2 separate regions of the Mus musculus genome follow, and region 1 is linked to region 2. Evidence: chromatin contacts called from public HiChIP or PLAC-seq data. All regions are on one chromosome and are shown on one strand. Each heading gives the region's core, a stretch centred on a gene start, on an enhancer-like site or on the middle of the called end of the contact. The rest is flanking DNA. Distances are from core to core; before and after follow the strand shown. Region 1 overlaps Sppl2a (signal peptide peptidase like 2A). Region 2 holds the start of Trpm7 (transient receptor potential cation channel, subfamily M, member 7).

What was found. HiChIP or PLAC-seq counts read pairs in DNA pulled down with a chosen protein or histone mark.
Region 1: a contact with region 2 is called in an H3K27ac HiChIP or PLAC-seq map of heart atrium, with 10 read pairs. The contact joins the enhancer-like site here to the promoter of Trpm7 in region 2. A contact is called at or near these places in 16 of 39 promoter capture datasets (the 3T3-L1 cell line, 3T3-L1-derived adipocytes, the HPC-7 cell line and 11 more), 13 of 484 Hi-C or Micro-C datasets (CD4 T cells, CD8 T cells, CD8 central memory T cells and 9 more), 11 of 115 datasets of contacts at active chromatin or transcription factors (CD8 T cells, the SCID.adh cell line, double positive thymocytes and 6 more) and 3 of 9 other capture datasets (adipose tissue, liver and pancreatic islet).

The regions. Positions count from the first base shown.
Region 1 is chr2:126,910,948-126,916,279 of GRCm38.p6, forward strand. Sppl2a (signal peptide peptidase like 2A) reads right to left here. Exons shown (of 15, transcript NM_023220.2): 11 at 2,585-2,641; 12 at 1,696-1,798. Among named protein-coding and RNA genes, the nearest start is that of Mir3473g, 11 kb to the left of the region's middle. Within about 2 kb of position 3,349, at least 10 of the 459 cell types and tissues checked have an H3K27ac peak or open chromatin away from gene starts, as enhancers often do. A contact at or near this core is called in the SCID.adh cell line and heart atrium, where this site is marked.
Region 2 is chr2:126,873,447-126,879,608 of GRCm38.p6, forward strand. Trpm7 (transient receptor potential cation channel, subfamily M, member 7) reads right to left here and starts at 2,815. Exons shown (of 39, transcript NM_021450.2): 1 at 2,528-2,815. The coding sequence starts at 2,530.

The DNA.
Region 1 (5,332 bases), core at 2,099-4,598, 38 kb after region 2:
TTCAAAAATATGTTGTATATCAAAAATACCCAGTTTTTCAATTTATATAAGCAAGCAAATACATAAGAATTTAAAAATACATTGATAATACATCATGAAAAGTAACTTTAAATGATGTTCAGAATAATGACTGAAGTTTTAATACAAAGAATTGTATTTTAAAAACATTTATTTCTCAGCACTCGGGAGGCAGAGGCAGGTGGATTTCTGAGTTCAAGGCCAGCCTGGTCTACAGAGTGAGTTCCAGGACAGCCAGGGCTATAAAGAGAAACCCTGTCTCGAAAAACCAAAAAAACAAAACAAAACATTTATTTATTTCACAAGTTTGAACATTGATTGTGCCTGTCTGTATGTCCATGTATGTATGTGCACCATGGTGTGCCTGGTGCCTGTCAAAAGAGGCATCAAATCCTCTAAAATTGAATTTGCAGAGTTTGGGTCACTGGGTGAGTGCCAGGAATTGAACCTGAGACCTCTGCGAGAGCAAGTCTGCTGAGTCATCTCTCCAGCCCCAATAGTAAGAATTTTAAAATAAAATACAAGCTCTCACTGATATATGCAAATATGCAAGCAAAAAATTTTTTTCTCAATATCTATTTTTAGAAGAAATTTGTTGAACATCACCAAAGAAGAAATCTCAAGTTGTATGTATTAAGTATTTCTAGATGTGTATCTCCAGTGTTTAACCAGGTAAGTCCCTTTCATCCTCCCTTCCACAATTCCTCCATATCTAGCCTGGGTCTCACATCCAGCGTCATAGCCTAGGCTGGTCCCCCTCCATATCTAGCCTGGGTCTCACATCCAGCGTCATAGCTACGCTGGTCCCCCTCCATATCTAGCCTGGGTCTCACATCCAGCGTCATAGCCTAGGCTGGTCCCCCTCCATATCTAGCCTGGGTCTCACATCCAGCGTCATAGCTACGCTGGTCCCCCTCCATATCTAGCCTGGGTCTCACATCCAGCGTCATAGCCTAGGCTGGTCCCCCTCCATATCTAGCCTGGGTCTCACATCCAGCGTGATAGCTACGCTGGTCCCCCTCCATATCTAGCCTGGGTCTCACATCCAGCGTCATAGCCTAGGCTGGTCCCCCTCCATATCTAGCCTGGGTCTCACATCCAGCGTCATAGCCTACGCTGGTCCCCCTCCATATCTAGCCTGGGTCTCACATCCAGCGTCATAGCCTACGCTGGTCCCCCTCCATATCTAGCCTGGGTCTCACATCCAGCGTCATAGCCTACGCTGGTCCCCCTGACTGTGCTTCTCAAAACCTCTAGGCCTCCAACAGGTGCCTGTCTGCCCCCACCCTACAGACCACTGTGACTGGCTTCCCACTGGATTGTCTTTTATTATAAAGCCATGTAAGCTGAGGTTCTCTTCCTTTTCTCCTTCAATCCTATCTTGATGACATCCCTAAAGCACTCCCTAAAATAAAACAAACATGCTCTTCTAGATGAGGATAAATGGATCCTTGTTGTTCCAAGACATCTTTAAGCAGCAGACATTTTACCTTGGCTGTCCTGAAGGCTGATTTCTCTTTTACCCTTCACAGTGCATTTTTTTTTTTAAACCTTTGTCATTAATCCTAGTTCTAATGGCAGCCAAAGATATGGAGCCTTGTAACTTTTATCAGATATTGTAAATATCATCCTTAAAACCATAAGTATAGTTTTGCTAAAATTATTATATTCACTCACCTGGTACAATGATATCTCCGAAACCCAATACTGAAACAGGCACGGAGCATACACTCATGACTGAGTAACCCATCAGTTTTGGCACCCTGATAACTACTGGCAACTGTAAGAAAGAAAAACAGAGACAAGGGGGAGGGCGGGAGGGAGAAGGAAAGAGGAGGGAGGGAGGGAGGGAGGGAGAGAGAGAGAGAGAGAGAGAGAGAGAGAGAGAAAGAGAGAGAGAGAGAGAGAGAGAGAATGAACCAGTAAGTCTCTTCCCAATCTCTCTTTTAGGAAGAGAAACACTGACACTGTAGTAATCGTTTTGATGCTTTTTAAACTATTTGAAAAAATTGAACTTAAGATGACATAAACAAACATACACATACATAATACATACATAGACTCTGATTGTACAAAAAATTTGAAGGAATAAGACATGTAGTTTTAGGAAATTATATCCGACACATGGAGGGTGAACGGTATGACTATACTTCCCCCCACAGCTAACCTTTACATTTTTATTTTCTTTTTACCAAGAACAGGACTCGGACCTTGACAAGTTTTGTTGTGTTGTTTTGTTTTGGTCAGCCTACATTTTTTCCCACCCAAGGAAGAGCCTCCTCATAGAGGGTATGATTTAAAGTCCAATGAACTTATCTGAAATACAATCCTTACTTTCTCATGGGGAGCTGTGTGCAGAGCAGTGGCTTCCACAAAGTTTCCATCATTCTAGGATGAAACCCAAGTCAATAGGTATTTAATAATTTAGAATAACTAAGAAAATGGCTATATCTGTGAGAAAGAAGTTTGGTAACACCTTAGCATGCACCCATGACCAATGAGTTACAGGAGGAAACAGACAGGCAGGCAATAACCGGGTGAGCGCTGCCGTTCACACCATCCCCACCTTTTCAGCATTCTCGAAAGGCCCAGCAGCAAGTTCCACCATGATGCTCTCACCATTCTAAAGGGAGGAAGAGATGTGGTTCAGTCATCTAAAGAGAATAACCTGCCACAATGCAAGGATGACTGACAGCCCACGGCCTACTGCACATGGTACTGAACATGGGCTATCACCTGCCTCTTCCTCAGCCTCTATAAACAGCAGATATTGAATCTGAAACAAAATCCAGATAGCACACCACTTCACTTCACTGGAGTTCAGTAATTATCAAATCGGCATATACACAGACTATTCAAGTATACTGACAGCCAACATGTTAATAAGTTATGAACTTTCAGTATTTTATTTTATTTTTTTACTATCTATGTGGTTCTTAGACATTTTCGGCATCCGGAAAAAAAAAAAAAGATACTAAAATCCTTTAAATTTAGCTCTCTACCAAATATAAGTAACCTTATTTGAATAAAAATGTGTTTGACCTATTGGTATTTCCCACAACTATAGAGCCAAATTTGAAAAGATCCAACCTCTTAGAATATCACAACTTTCTTCAGCCTTATTCCCATTCAGGGTCAACCCTGCCTCCTTCCTTTGTTCCAATCAGCACTCTCTTGAGAGGTAGCTCCCTCCCTGTGTCTGCTGAAGTCTTTTCTCTAGGCCAGACAAGGTGTTCACCAACTCATTTTCTCCTGTAACCCTGTCTGCCTGAGGTGACACTTTGAGGCTAAAAATACTCACAGCGCCCTTTCTGTTGTTTTCATGTAGCCCAGGGTGACCCTGGCCTCCTGCTCTGCCTGTCTCTGCAGCCAAGCGCTGGTAGACACCGCACTCTGTGTGAGGTGTCTGCTCTTAAGCTTCAGAGGAAATGAATGCATCGGCAGACCAGGGAGAAGGCATACAGACTGGATTTTGAAAATCATAAAAACCAGGAATGAGCAGAATCTGGCATACATTTGTAGTTACCTACCAAGATAAAGCAGATATCCAGGAGGAAAACAAAGGGGCCAAACTGAGAAGGCAGTAAATGAACACGTATAACAACGAGTGCCAAAGAGCACCTCCAGCTCCATTACTACAACAGATTTGTTAGAAAGCACAGGCCTAAGAAAAATAAATAATGAAAAATGTACTACTCACACAAGAAAGAAGACTCAAAGGCCTTTATCCTTTAAAAGGCCTATACCTTTAAAACGTCATCTAACATTTAACTGATACCAGGTTTAAGATGAAAAAGAAGTAATTTGATACCTGGCTATCATTTCCTGCTATTCTTCCAGTGCATGCTGAGAACTATCTGCTGTGTGAAGACAATGATAAGGATTTTGATTTTCTTTTTTTTGTTTTTGTTTTTGTTTTTGAAACAGGGTTTCTCTATAGCCCTGGCTATCCTGGAACTCACTCTGTAAACTAAACTTGCCCTGAACTCTGCCTCCCAAGTGCTGGGATTCGAGGCAAGTTTAAGATCAACAGTGTTTTCCTTTTATTAACTGCCTCTGGAGTATTCTACAGGGCTGTTTTGTTTTGCACCAAATAAATTACCACTAGCTTGGACAGCTTTGGTTTTGCCTCAGGATCTCACTACGTACCCCTCGCTGGCTGCCTAGAACTCCATTTGTAAACTGGCTGAAAACTGTGGCAATCCTCCTGCCTCTGCCCCTGAATACTACTACAGTTAAAGGCCTGCTCTGTCTGCCTGGCTTGAGAACACGCTTTTTTAAAACCCCCAGCTTCCGTTACAGCTCACACTTGCTGGCTTCATGCTTTTCCCGTTTTCCTTTTGTACCACTGCTGCTCAGTGATGGCTCTGAGTGAAAGAGCTCGCCTTAAGACATGGGCAAGTGCTTGCGAAACAGTCTGGTATGAATACTTTGGGATAGTTTCAAATCTTTATTTCCTAGTTGCAATTTTAGCTCCTCCACAGGTTATATGTTTGTCTTTATGGCTGGCAGCAACTGTCTGCTTTTGCAGTATTTTAATAGATGATATATTGTCTAAAGAAAGGATAAAAGCCCACTGGAGGGGGCTAAGGATGTGGTTTTGTGGTAGTGCTTGGCTAAAATACAAAGGTCCTGGGTTCTACCCTGAGTATAGCACTAACGATAACAAAAGCTAATGGGAAGAAAAACAGTCACCATCAAATATGAAATAGCTAAGAGACACAAAGAATAAAGGGCCGATGTAAAGTTATAAGACAAGGTGCAAAATAAAATGGTAGAGAAAACGGGAGAACTAGACAATAATGAAAAATATGTTCCTGATATGAAAAAGGCCAAGACGGAAAACTGAACAAATAATGAAAGGCAACTGGCTGGCTTGCTCACTCGCTGGCCCACTTACTTGCTCACTTGGCACCTTTCCTCACTTTGTTAGAGGAAAAATGGTGGTAAAATGGGGAATGCATGACTTAGGAGCTTCCAGCCACACAACCAAAGGCAGACAGAATGGACAGAACTGACAGTGAGAATGAGAAGCCCTGGACTAAGCATTTACTGAGGTTAGCCTCACCCTAGCTTCAAGGAGCGGCCTGGATACAGGAGACCTTGTTGGTATAGAAAGATCAAGTTGGGCCTGGCAGTGGTGGTACACCCCTTTAATTCCAGCACTCAGGGGGCAGAGACAGGTGGATCTGTGTGAGTTCAAAGCCAGCTTGGTCTACAGAGTGAGTTCCAGGACAGCCAGGACTGTACAGAGAAAACTCATTTCAAAAAAAAATAATAGTAATAATAGTTTGGTTTTTAAAAAAAAAACAAA
Region 2 (6,162 bases), core at 1,565-4,064:
GAATTAAGAAAAATTTTACAATTAAGGCGAAACAAATCCACTGGTCAATCTTTTTTTTTAAAGGTGAAAGTATATAATCTAGTGTTCAAATACTGGACAAAAATATAAAAGGTAGTTTGTCACAATACCTCTGACTAGAACATTCTAACTTCAGTTTTGCAAGTTCTTACTTGGATAGACCACTTCAAAACTTTTACTCACCCATCCCCAATATTAAAAACTGAACCAAAGCATAACACATACTAGGTACGCAATCAATCAGCCAGTGAGCTATGTGCCCAGTAATAAGCATTTTTTTCAGTTTATATTTTAAGTAATGCCTTCAACCATTATACCTGCACATTTTAGGTAATGACCAATTACAACATGGTTTCATTTTACAGCTGGTTATAAACAACACTAGAAATACTAGTCCACAAAAGTTACCTATTTATTTTGCTTTTTCAAGGCAGGACTAAACTCAGAGATCTGCTTGCCTCTGGTGCTGGGATTAAAAGTGTGAACTACCATGCCTGGCATAATCCTTTGATTTTTGACATCTTAATCACTTTCTTTTCCACCTTTACCCAAGGAACTATCTCCCTGGCCTGTAATAGACTCACAAAAATAACAACTTACAGTAAGAATTATACAGTATAGACCCATTATTCCTAAATGAATTTTTGGACAGACTGACCTAAAAGGTGAGGAAACTGAATTGAATTATTGAATAATGAGTCCACGTTTTAGCCAGGCATGGTGGTGCAAGCCTTTAATTCCAGCACTCAGGAGGCGGATCTCTGAGTTAGAAGCTAGCCTTGTCTTGAAAAAAAGAAAAAAAAAAAGACGATGAGGAAGGAGGATGAAGAAAGAGGGAAGAAAAGCAAAACACAAACAAATTTAAGAAACACATTTTAAGCTATCCTAAGGTGTTACTATAACTCAGATGCATAGTGTAATGTAAACCACTCAACTCACTATTTATCAGGAATTAAGCAGGGAAAAAAAATAAAATTAACACTCTTAATTCTAAAGTTAGACTGTTCTCCTTACAGAATCAACAAGTTTATGCATGTCCAAACAATACTATGTGCCATATACGGTGAATTACTTACAAAACTAAAGCTATTGTTTTTTTTTGGGGGGGGGGGATCTTTCATCTGTTAATGAAAACGTTTTAAAAAATATGTAACCAGTATGTTCAAATGTATGCTGTTTACCATCTAAAATGAAAAACTAGATATATCACTGAATACTCTGTGCTTAACGGCTTTCAAGGCACTTGGATTCAACTCACCCTCCAGTAGAGTCCCTTAAATCAAAGCCACAAGTATTTAAATGAAATGATTTAGCGGAGACAGAGGCACTTTAACTTTCCTTTCAGAAACTAGGAAAAGCCAGGCGACAGACACCTGTGATTCCAGAGCTCAGGAGATGGACGCAAGAGGATAAGGAACTCAATGATAGACTCAGGATTTGAGGCCAGCCTAGGCTGTGTGTAATCCAGTCTCAAATAAAAGGAGTCTTCAGCGGCTGGAGAGATGGCTCGGCGGTTAAGAGCACTGACTGTTTTTTTCTGAAAGTCCCGAGTTCAAATCCCAGCAACCACATGGTGGCTCACAACCATCCCTAACAAGATCTGACTCCCTCTTCTGGAGTGTCTTAAAACAGCTAGCTGCAGTGTACTTACATATAATAAATAAATAAATCTTTAAAAAAAAAAGTAGTCTTCAATAACTTTACAAACGAAAGTGAGAAATGCAGTATTTATTCACATGTACTTTATAAGTAAGACACTTCTAAACCTAGCCCTAGCCCGACATGGTGGCGCACGTCTTTAATCTTGGGAGGTAGAGGTAAGCGGATCTCTGAGTTTAAGGCCAACCTGGTCTGTCTACACAGTGAGTTCCAAGCCAGCCAGGGTCACAAGCGAGACCTTGTCTCAAAAATAAAGAAAAGGCAGAAAACTAAACCTGTCTGACTTCGGCAAAGAAACACCAGTTTGCATAAAGCCTATCAAGTTAAACTACTGAGCAGGAATGCCTTTCCTGCTCAGATCCTAGATCTAAATGGCTTTCTTTGTAAGAACTCTCCAAATCCGGTTCCTGGCCTTAACAACAAAAGCTCTAGCCAACGCTGCAACACACCGACTCCCTCCAGTCTGCACATTGGCTTCAAACTGTCTGGGACAACAGATGAGGTAGTTCGACGCAGACCTGGCAACGCACGGTCTCAGCCTCCCAGGAATTGTCCCTTCCCTGTCGCCTGCTAAACAAAACCCCGAACCACATCGCAGTCTACACCGTCAAAATCGCTCCCGTTCTATTAAACAAAATAATAGTAGAAAATGTACCTGTAGAGCGTCTGCGGCACAGCCACCAAGTCACAGCTCGGAACCCGCGCCCTTCTCCTTGCCACACCACCCCAGCCCTCCCTCCCTTTCCGTGACGGCTCCGCTGCGAGCGGTGGCGCCCGGAGGGTCACGGAGCTCCCCGGAGCGCCGCCCAGGCTCCCGCGAGGCCCGCCCGCGCCAGGCCCGGCTCCGTACCATTCTCCTCACGGGGCGGACTCCGGAAGGGCAGCGGCTCCTCCTCCACCTCCGCGGCCTGCAGCCATCTATCGGAAAGCGTCTCCGGAGGCGGTGGCACGGGCCACCGAACAAGGACAGCCCCGGGAAACCTTCTCAGAACTAACTCAGCTCCAGCGCTAGCAGCAGAAGTCGAGTCTTTCATAATTGTGCGACCAGCTCCGCCGGGTGACTGGCCACAGGGACGCGCCCGCGCCCGCCTCCGCCGGAGACGGGGCCGCGGCAGCCACGTGACGGGGCCGTCGAGTGCGTCGCGCGGAGGGCGTGTCACGTGAAGGGCGCGCTTACTGCGGCCTGCCCCTAAGCTCCGCCGGCCGGGAAACGCCGAGCTGCTGCTTTCCCTGGTGTTGCTGGCTTCGGCTTCCCCTGCCTCTGTCCACGAGAACTTGTTCCGCTTTAATGACCAGATTCCCCGGCTTCGCCAAAACTTAGCTCCCGGCCGCGCACGCTTGTCTGTTTCTTTTGCTATCGCATCTGTCTACGTTGGTTATTAGCGATCTCTTCCCGCACGTTATCCTTTCCCATCAAGGGTGCAATCCGTTTTTTTTTTTTTATCAACACTGCTATTATTAGTGACTTATTTTAGGTGTATGTGTGTTTTGCCTCATGTATGTCTGTGTACCATATGTGTGCAGTGTCCTCAGAAGACCGTGCTAGATCCTCCAGAACTGGAATTTCAGACATTTAGTGTTATTTGAGTTCCTTTGTAGCCCAGGCGCCTGGCCTAAAATGACCTTGAACTATGGATTCTGCCTTTAACCCCACACTGCTGGGATTGCCGGCTTTTGCCATCCTGAAAGTTTTTTGTTTTTTGTTTTTTTTTAGATCAGGAGTAGTGGCACATGCCTGTAATCCCAGCACTCCGAAGGCTAAGGCAAGAGGACTGCAGTAAATTCCAGGCTATCGAGGATTAGAATGACACCATCTTAAAAACACAAAACCAAACCTGCTTTTGGCACATCATCTTTCTGTATGTATATTATGGGTATGGAGAGTCTTGGAACCAATTCCCTACAGAGACCTAGAGACATTTTTTCTTACAATTTTAAAGGCTCCTCTGCCTGAAGGGCTGTTCTGCCTCTATCTTTCCTCTTTTAACTCTGGCTAATCTCAAATTTACTGTAATCCTCCTGCCTTAGATATACATCTTTAAGTATACATTAAATCAATAGATGCAAAACCTAACAAAATACAAATGTGTATTTCTTTAGATTAATAAAATGTTCAGTATAATTTTATTTCCAATTATTTTCCTTCTTTGGTTGGTTGAGTCAACCTAGAACCTAGGTATAGGGCGAGCCAACTGCACTAGCCTGCTCTGTGTCTATAGATGGACTGTGGATGGACTAGCTGAAGTTTCCTACAATGTGCACGTACCTTGGTTTGGTTTAGCTTCTTCCATGCTGCATAGTTATTATCTCCCAAGCAATATGACCCACAGTTCACTGAGCCAAGCCTCTTCAACAAACTAATCCAGCCACTCACTCTTTCTCTTACAAGTTTTGTGGTGCTTATAAATCATCTTCAGGCATTCCCCACCTTGTAGGCCTAGGAGGAGCAGTGTTTTTAAGTGCTTCAAGTGCTGGCCATGGTGGTACATGTCTTTAATCCTAGCACTTGGGAGGTTGAGGCATGCTGATCTCTGTGAGTTCAAGGCCAATCTGGTCAACATAGCAAGTTCCAGGCCAGCCAAAACCACATAGACTATGTCTCAAAAAATAAAAATAAAAAAATGTCTTAATATACATGTTGTAACAGTATCTGATGAATATTCCAGGGATCTTGATTAACATGTGATCATTCAATAACTATTTATCTTTGAAATTTCAACTGGGTTTATACATTTTGTGACTTGACTATCTTTATAATCTAGAAGACAGGACAAAAAAGAAAATCAAAATATAACAAAATGAAAGTACTTTATTTCTTGTTAACTTTATAATTCTGGTTAAAAAGGAAAAGCTATGGGTTAAAGAGATGGGGCTCAGAGGTTAAGAGCACTGTGCTCTTCCAGAGGTCTTGAGTTCAATTCCCAGCAACCACATGATGGCTCACAATCATATGTACAGCTACAGTGTACTCATATACATAAAATAAATAAATAAATCTTAAAAAGAGAAAAGAGCCAAGCAGTTGTGGGGAACGCCTTTAATCCCAGCACTTGGGAGGCAGAGGCAGGTGATCTATGAGTTTAAAGTCTACAGAGCAAGTTACAGGACAGCCAGAGCTACACAGAGAAACCCTGTCCTGAAAAGTAAAAAAAAAAAAAAAAAAACAAGCAAACAAACAAAATGACCAAATGCTTTCCTACATCAAAGGTCCAGACTGGAAGTGGATTCACCCTCTTCAAACCAGGGAGAGAATCTCTCACAGGTGTGTCCTCCACTTCTGGATTGTGGTTCATTTCAGATATAGTCAAGTTGACAACCAAGAATAGCCATCACAACACCCATACACATAAAATAAAGATAATAATTAAAAAGTAAAAATAAAGCAGTGTCATTCAGGAAACTTTTCAGAAGTTGCCAAAATGGTTTAGTGCATAAAGATGTTGCTCCACAAGCCAAGGGTCTGATTTCCATCTCTGGACCCCTCTGTTAAGGTGGAAAGAGAGAATCCTCACACTAACGAGCATAACAAGAACTCTAAAGATGAGTCATCTCCCAACCCGCCCCGTATCTTTCCATACTATAATAACCATAACAGTCTTCTTAAAGATGGTGTCCCGTGGGAGGGGCTTAGGTCACCGAGAGGGAGGCACTGACTTGTGGTTCCTTGGAATGGGTTCCTGTAAGTGTGAGCAGTGCAGAGTTAAATGTAAGATGAACTCAGAGTGAAGACAAACATTACCAATCCACTATTAGCTAGCCTGGATAGTGCCCTCCCTGATTCTCACCTTCCTCATCTTCTTACCCGATGATTGACAGTCTCACACTGAGTAGAGCTGATCTCAGGCTCTCAGTGGGGTACTAGAGAAATGACAGTGTGTGACTTCTGAGGCTTGAAAAAAAGAACACTTTGGCTTCCATCTTGCTCTTTCAGATCATTCATTCAGAGAAGTCCAACAGCCCTTCAAAAAGTACGCACGACAAGGAACTAAGACCCCTGCCAATAGCCTGTGCCTACTTGCCAGCCAAACAGCTAAGCCATTATGGAAGGCTTCAGCACCCTCATTACCTCCAAAATTCTCCAAGAGGAAATCAGCTAAGCCATTCCCAACATCCTGACCCCAGGGAACTGTTATTTCAAACCTCTAATTTTTTAGATAATCTATGTAGCAATATCTGATAAAATTGTGGCATGACTAGATCATTATTCCATGATAGCCCACATATTTTATTTTTGCTTCAGTCTTGCCTCTGCATACTTCCAAATACTTCCCTACTTTTCTATGAAGTGTCCATTATTACCACAACTTGGACACACTTCGTATTTTTAGAATGTGTGGCTCTGCTCTCACCACACATGCAGTTTGGTTTAGGGGCCTCCTTTCCTAGAGTGTTCCCATTGCCTGGTGTATATTTTCTGCTTAAAATCAATCTTTTAAAGAGATTTGATTTTTAATTATATATGCAAGTGAGTGCAAGTGTCTGTAG